Regions from separate parts of the Mus musculus genome. Here region 1 is linked to region 2. A link is a contact called in public Hi-C data. All regions are on one chromosome and are shown on one strand. The core of a region is the stretch at or near the end of the contact, and the rest is flanking DNA. Distances in the headings are between cores, read along the strand shown. Region 1 holds the start of Rdh10 (retinol dehydrogenase 10 (all-trans)). Region 2 holds the start of Rrs1 (ribosome biogenesis regulator 1).

What was found. A called contact is a pair of places that touch in the nucleus more often than the background predicts.
Region 1: a Hi-C map of erythroblasts shows a contact between it and region 2, with 9 times the contacts expected there. The contact joins the promoter of Rdh10 here to the promoter of Rrs1 in region 2. A contact is called at or near these places in 4 of 484 Hi-C or Micro-C datasets (CD4 T cells, CD8 T cells, erythroblasts and 1 more).

The regions. Positions count from the first base shown.
Region 1 is chr1:16,104,564-16,107,263 of GRCm38.p6, forward strand. It overlaps Rdh10 (retinol dehydrogenase 10 (all-trans)), which reads left to right and starts at 1,319. Exons shown (of 6, transcript NM_133832.3): 1 at 1,319-1,743. The coding sequence starts at 1,455.
Region 2 is chr1:9,544,139-9,547,072 of GRCm38.p6, forward strand. It overlaps Rrs1 (ribosome biogenesis regulator 1), which reads left to right and starts at 1,270. Exons shown (of 1, transcript NM_021511.2): 1 at 1,270-2,934. The coding sequence starts at 1,386. The coding sequence ends at 2,483.

The sequences.
Region 1 (2,700 bases), core at 69-2,568, 6.6 Mb after region 2:
ATGGTAAAACTCATCGGAAAACAAATGCACTGAATACATTTTTTTTTTTTTTTTTTTTTTTTTTAATGAATAGAGTGGGGACACCTCGTCAGCTCTGGGCTTAATTTCTCCAGGTTGCGTTGACAACCCTAGGGTCAGGCTCTGCGGAATTCGTTGGACCCAAAAGGCATGTTCAGGGATGTGAACTACAAGTCCCAGCATGCGTCGCTGCATAACCCGCGGGGCTGGAGGGCGACGTTGACCGACACTCTGGGCAGCCTTCGCGGCGGTGATTCCCATTAGGCTCACTAGAGTATGAGGCTTCACGTCCTCAGCGGCTAGCTGAGCTATGAAATCACTGTCTGTCACCTCCTCCGGCTCTCTGCGGCCCGTGGCCACGCAGCCCTGCTCCCCCACCTCGGCTGCGCTGCCGAGGTCCTTTTTCCGCCCGACTGCCGGGCTGTCTTCCGCAGCGCCTGATCATCGGCCGCCAGGTCCACAGTCCCTCGGTTGGCGAAAGCAGCGAGACCGGGAAGAGTGATGACCCGAAGGTCCGAGGAGGATGGGGGGGTTCGCTGCTGCGGGACCCGGCAGGCGCAAGCCACGGCGACCCTCAGCAGGGGGCGTGAGCCGCGAAGAGTGGCACGACGAGGGCGGGAGCCTTCGGCCGCGGTCGTGGAAGAGGGGCTGCCCCGCGCGGTGGGGCGGCCGGCGGGAGGGCGAGCGGGGAGGGGAGGCTGGGCCGGGGGCGGGGTGCGACCGGGGGCGGGGAGGGCCGAGCTGAGGGAGGGCCGATGCCACTGCAGCGGCCGGCGCTTCCCGGCGGTGGGTTATATAGCGCGGAGTGTGGAGCTACCTCAGAGCCGGCTGGGAACGCTCAGACGCTGCGGGGCCCCGTGCCCGAGTGACAGCGGCGCGAGTGCAGGGCAGGGGACCCGAGTCGCGCTGGCAGCTCGAGCGGTTGGCAGCCCTCGCGTGCGCCCCGCAAGTCGGCCCTTCCCGGCGCTGCCCGCACCCTCCCGCAACTTGAGTCAAGTTGACAACTCCCGCGTCCCGACGCATCCGCTCGGCGCACCCCTGTCCTAGGAAGACGGGGAGCCGCTGCAGCAGCGCCGGGGACGTTCGGGCGGCGGCGGCTTGGCCATGAGGGCAGCGCGCGTCGCCTAACTCGCGGCTGTCACCGCCGCTGCAGCGGGACTGGACGGACGGACGGACGCTGTGGGACAAACAGGCGGCCGCCAGCAGGAGGCGCCGAGCCGGGAGCAGCGGCAGGCACAGCCCGTGGCCACTGCGCCGAGCCCGGGCGGAACTGGCCCCGCGCAATTCAGCCCCGCAGCACCTCGGGGGCGGACTCCGGGCGCAGCCTTCGCGTCCGGATCGCGGTGACAAGCGCCTCCGGGGCCAGGAGCTGGGCTGTCTGGCGCAGGGAGAGTGAGGACACGGTGCTGGGCTGCTGCGGGACCCGGGGCGTCGCGATGAACATCGTAGTGGAGTTCTTCGTGGTCACTTTCAAAGTGCTGTGGGCGTTCGTGCTGGCCGCGGCGCGCTGGCTGGTGCGGCCCAAGGAGAAGAGCGTGGCCGGCCAGGTGTGCCTCATCACGGGCGCGGGCAGCGGCCTGGGCCGCCTCTTTGCTCTCGAGTTCGCCCGGCGCCGGGCGCTGCTGGTTCTCTGGGACATCAACACGCAGAGCAATGAGGAGACCGCAGGCATGGTTCGCCACATCTACCGGGACCTGGAGGCGGCCGACGCTGCTGCTCTGCAAGGTAATGCCTGTGTATTGTTGAGTCAAACATCTCCCCAGCCCGGAGGGTCTCCACTGCCTAGTGTCATGGGCAGCCTCGCTCTCCCGGAAAGGAACACCCCGCTGGTCTTCTGGAAGGCGAGTGGAATTTGCCCCTTGATAAGAGAGCAAGGTTTTCTGTGTTAGAAGACTGAAAGCGTGCAAAACATAGGAGATCCTGTTTCTTCGGTCCCAAGCTGAGGTTTCCTAAACTCTGCGAGTAGTGTAAGACAGGGGGAACTTGCTACCGCAGGTTTGGGTCCAAAAGTAATTTCTCAGTCTGATTTGCATGTGGCATGATGGGAAGATAGAGAGTCTTGAGAAGTTGTTTCCACAGTGGACTGAAACAGTTATCTGTTTCTGTGAGGTCTGAGCTGCTTAGACTTGGGCGCTATAGATCCTTTCACTATAACTTTAGCTCCTGGAAAATAATTACATTGTTTCCCCAGCCTTAAGTAAGTGCTTTAGTTACTAACCCTGAGTAAATATGAGTGCTTCCCTTCCTCTTGAGAAAGTGCTTTCTCTCGCCCCCCCCCGCCCCCCCCCCGCCTTTTGCAAAATTTCTCTCATGATTTGGAGGCACCCCAATCTACATCTTATGTGTTTAACAATTAGTTTGCGCCTGAAACTTTTTTAAAGCCTAAGTAGAGATCATGACCCACTATAGATACTGTTCTAGGAAAATTGGTGGCTAAATTGACTTGGGCTCCATTCTCCCATATACCTGTCATTTGTTACCAAACTTACCAGAAGCTGTGTGTTTTATGTAAGGTTCAAAATGTTACATTTTCAAAGCTAGTGTGGAGAGGCAACAAATTTGGGCATTTGTGCTCCCTACCCAATCTTAAAAGCAATGCTTTAGAGAAGAGATTTTGATTTCGATGCTGTTTGGACTCTAATGTGGTACACTTGCATATTATTAACCTCTAAACTTTATCTG
Region 2 (2,934 bases), core at 20-2,519:
TAGTCTGCATTTTTTAAATGTCTATTTATGGGGGACGGGGAAGGCAGTGAAGGATGGAGATAACAATGATACCTGTATGAAAGCACCATATTGAAAATAATTACTTTGCATTCTAACCAAAAACTTAGTTTAAAAAATGGAACTGGACACTGGATATTGCATGCCTGAAACACTAATGCTTGAGAGAGAGGTAGGAGAATCAAGAAGTTCTCAGTGGTGGTGCACACCTTTAATCCCAGCACTTGGGAGGCAGAGGAAAGCAGATTTCTGAGTTCGAAGCCAGCCTGGTCTACAGAGTGAGTTCCAGGACAGCCAGGGCTATACAGAGAAACCCTGTCTCAAAAAATAACAAAAAACAAACAAACAAAAAAGAAGTCAAGTTCTCTTTCGATGTACAGGGAGTTCAAGCTCGGCCTCCGGTTCATGTGATCTAAACTAAAAAATAAATAAATCAGTAAAAGTCTACTTATGTGACAAGACAAAAAAACCAACCAAACAAACAAACAAACAAAACACTTTTTTGGATGACATTAGATGAACATGTGCCCATTCTAACACCGGACTGAGGTAAAAACCTATAAAAATAGATGGCAGTAAATAGTAAACTGAGATTTTTAACTCCCTAGGCCACCATGACTACTGAATAAAAACTATTTGGTTTTCACTGGATCTTAGCCTTCCTCCAAGCTTATTAACACATTTACCTTTAAAACACTCCTGGATACTACCAGAGTCTCCATCTTCCACGATTTTTCAGGCCTACACAAATATCACAGGAACAAACAATGGCATGGCCAGAATTGGTGCCCAGGCCACGTACAGACAAACTGCAAGCCCTACTAAGTCGCAAAACAATGCCTAACTTGGACAGGTATCCGTGGGATCTGTCTCCGCTCACACCTAGGGCACAGAGAACGGGCTATAACTCTGGGGAAATAATTTGTCTCGCCCCAAACACCTCTGTAATAGATTTACCCATAGACACTGTGGTGTAGACGCTCCATTCGGAAGCTACAATGCAGGCACTTCCAAGAGTTTGAGCAGCCCGCGTCCTACTGCACTACCTCTGCCCCACAGCATGCTGGGAAACGTAGTCCCAACCAGGTCCTGAGCTGGTTAGCCAACCCTCAGCGCCAGTCGGGCCAACATCCGGTGACGAATCCAAGTCCCGCCTCTAAGCCCATCTGCTGTCCAATGCCGCCCTCTGCCGGTCTTTACCTCCCCGCCTAGCTGTGAGCCGCTTCCAGACAACCCGGAAGTGATCTTTCCTCTTCCGGATTACGGGTCCGGACGTCCGCACGTGGTTGCCGGTTTAGGGTGCTGCTGTAGTGGCGATACGTCCCGCCGCTGTCCCGAAGTGAGGGATCCGAGCCGCAGCGAGAGCCATGGAGGGCCAGCGCGTGGAGGAGCTGCTGGCCAAGGCAGAGCAGGAGGAGGCGGAGAAGCTGCAGCGCATCACGGTGCACAAGGAGCTGGAGCTGGAGTTCGACCTGGGCAACCTGCTGGCTTCGGACCGCAACCCCCCGACCGTGCTGCGCCAGGCCGGGCCGTCGCCGGAGGCCGAGCTGCGGGCCCTGGCGCGGGACAACACGCAGCTGCTCATCAACCAGCTGTGGCGGCTGCCGACCGAGCGCGTGGAGGAGGCGGTGGTCGCGCGCTTGCCGGAGCCCGCCACTCGCCTGCCCCGCGAGAAGCCGCTGCCCCGACCACGGCCGCTCACCCGCTGGCAGCAGTTCGCGCGCCTTAAGGGAATCCGTCCCAAGAAGAAGACCAACCTCGTGTGGGACGAGGCGAGTGGCCAGTGGCGGCGCCGTTGGGGCTACAAGCGCGCCCGGGATGACACTAAAGAATGGCTGATCGAGGTGCCTGGGAGCGCCGACCCCATGGAAGACCAGTTCGCCAAGAGGACTCAGGCCAAGAAAGAACGCGTGGCCAAGAATGAGCTGAACCGTCTGCGGAACCTGGCTCGCGCGCACAAGATGCAGATGCCCAGCTCAGCCGGCCTGCACCCTACTGGACACCAGAGTAAGGAAGAGCTGGGCCGCGCCATGCAAGTGGCCAAGGTTTCCACCGCTTCGGTGGGACGCTTCCAGGAGCGCCTTCCCAAGGAGAAAGCTCCCCGGGGCTCCGGCAAGAAGAGGAAGTTTCAGCCCCTCTTTGGGGACTTCGCAGCCGAGAAAAAGAACCAGTTGGAGCTACTTCGAGTCATGAACAGCAAGAAACCTCGGCTGGACGTGACGAGGGCCACCAACAAGCAGATGAGGGAAGAGGACCAGGAGGAGGCTGCCAAGAGGAGGAAAATGAGCCAGAAAGGCAAGAGGAAAGGGGGCCGGCAAGGACCTTCGGGCAAGAGAAAGGGCGGCCCGCCGGGTCAGGGAGAAAAGAGGAAAGGAGGCTTGGGAAGCAAAAAGCATTCCTGGCCTTCTGCTTTAGCTGGCAAGAAGAAAGGAGTGCCGCCCCAAGGTGGGAAGAGGAGGAAGTAGCGTTCTCCCCTCGGGACCAGTTCTGAAAAGCTGGGACTGTACTAAAAGTTAACTTGGGCGGTATAGGTGGCCGCTGCCCTCAGTGACATTTGACATTAAAAGGACGGGTTTGCCTTCCCTCGAGTCAGTGCTGGACGAGTTAATAGAGACACTGACTGGAAATTGGTGTATTTTGAGAATTATAGAAATGATATAGCCAGAACCAGGAATAAGTTAAGGCCTGCCTTTTTATCTTGACTTTGGATACTGCGTTACAGTAGATTGGTTTCAACATTTTTGCATTATTTTTATAACAAAGCTTGTGTATTTATCAAAGCGGGGAGGGCGGGGGAAAATTATATCTACCTGTGATTTGCAAGTATTGTAAATGGATGCAGGTACCTGGTGTTGCTTTTAACTTTTACTGTCGGTAGAGGTTGCATGTGAAGCCAGTAACCTGGGCACCAATATG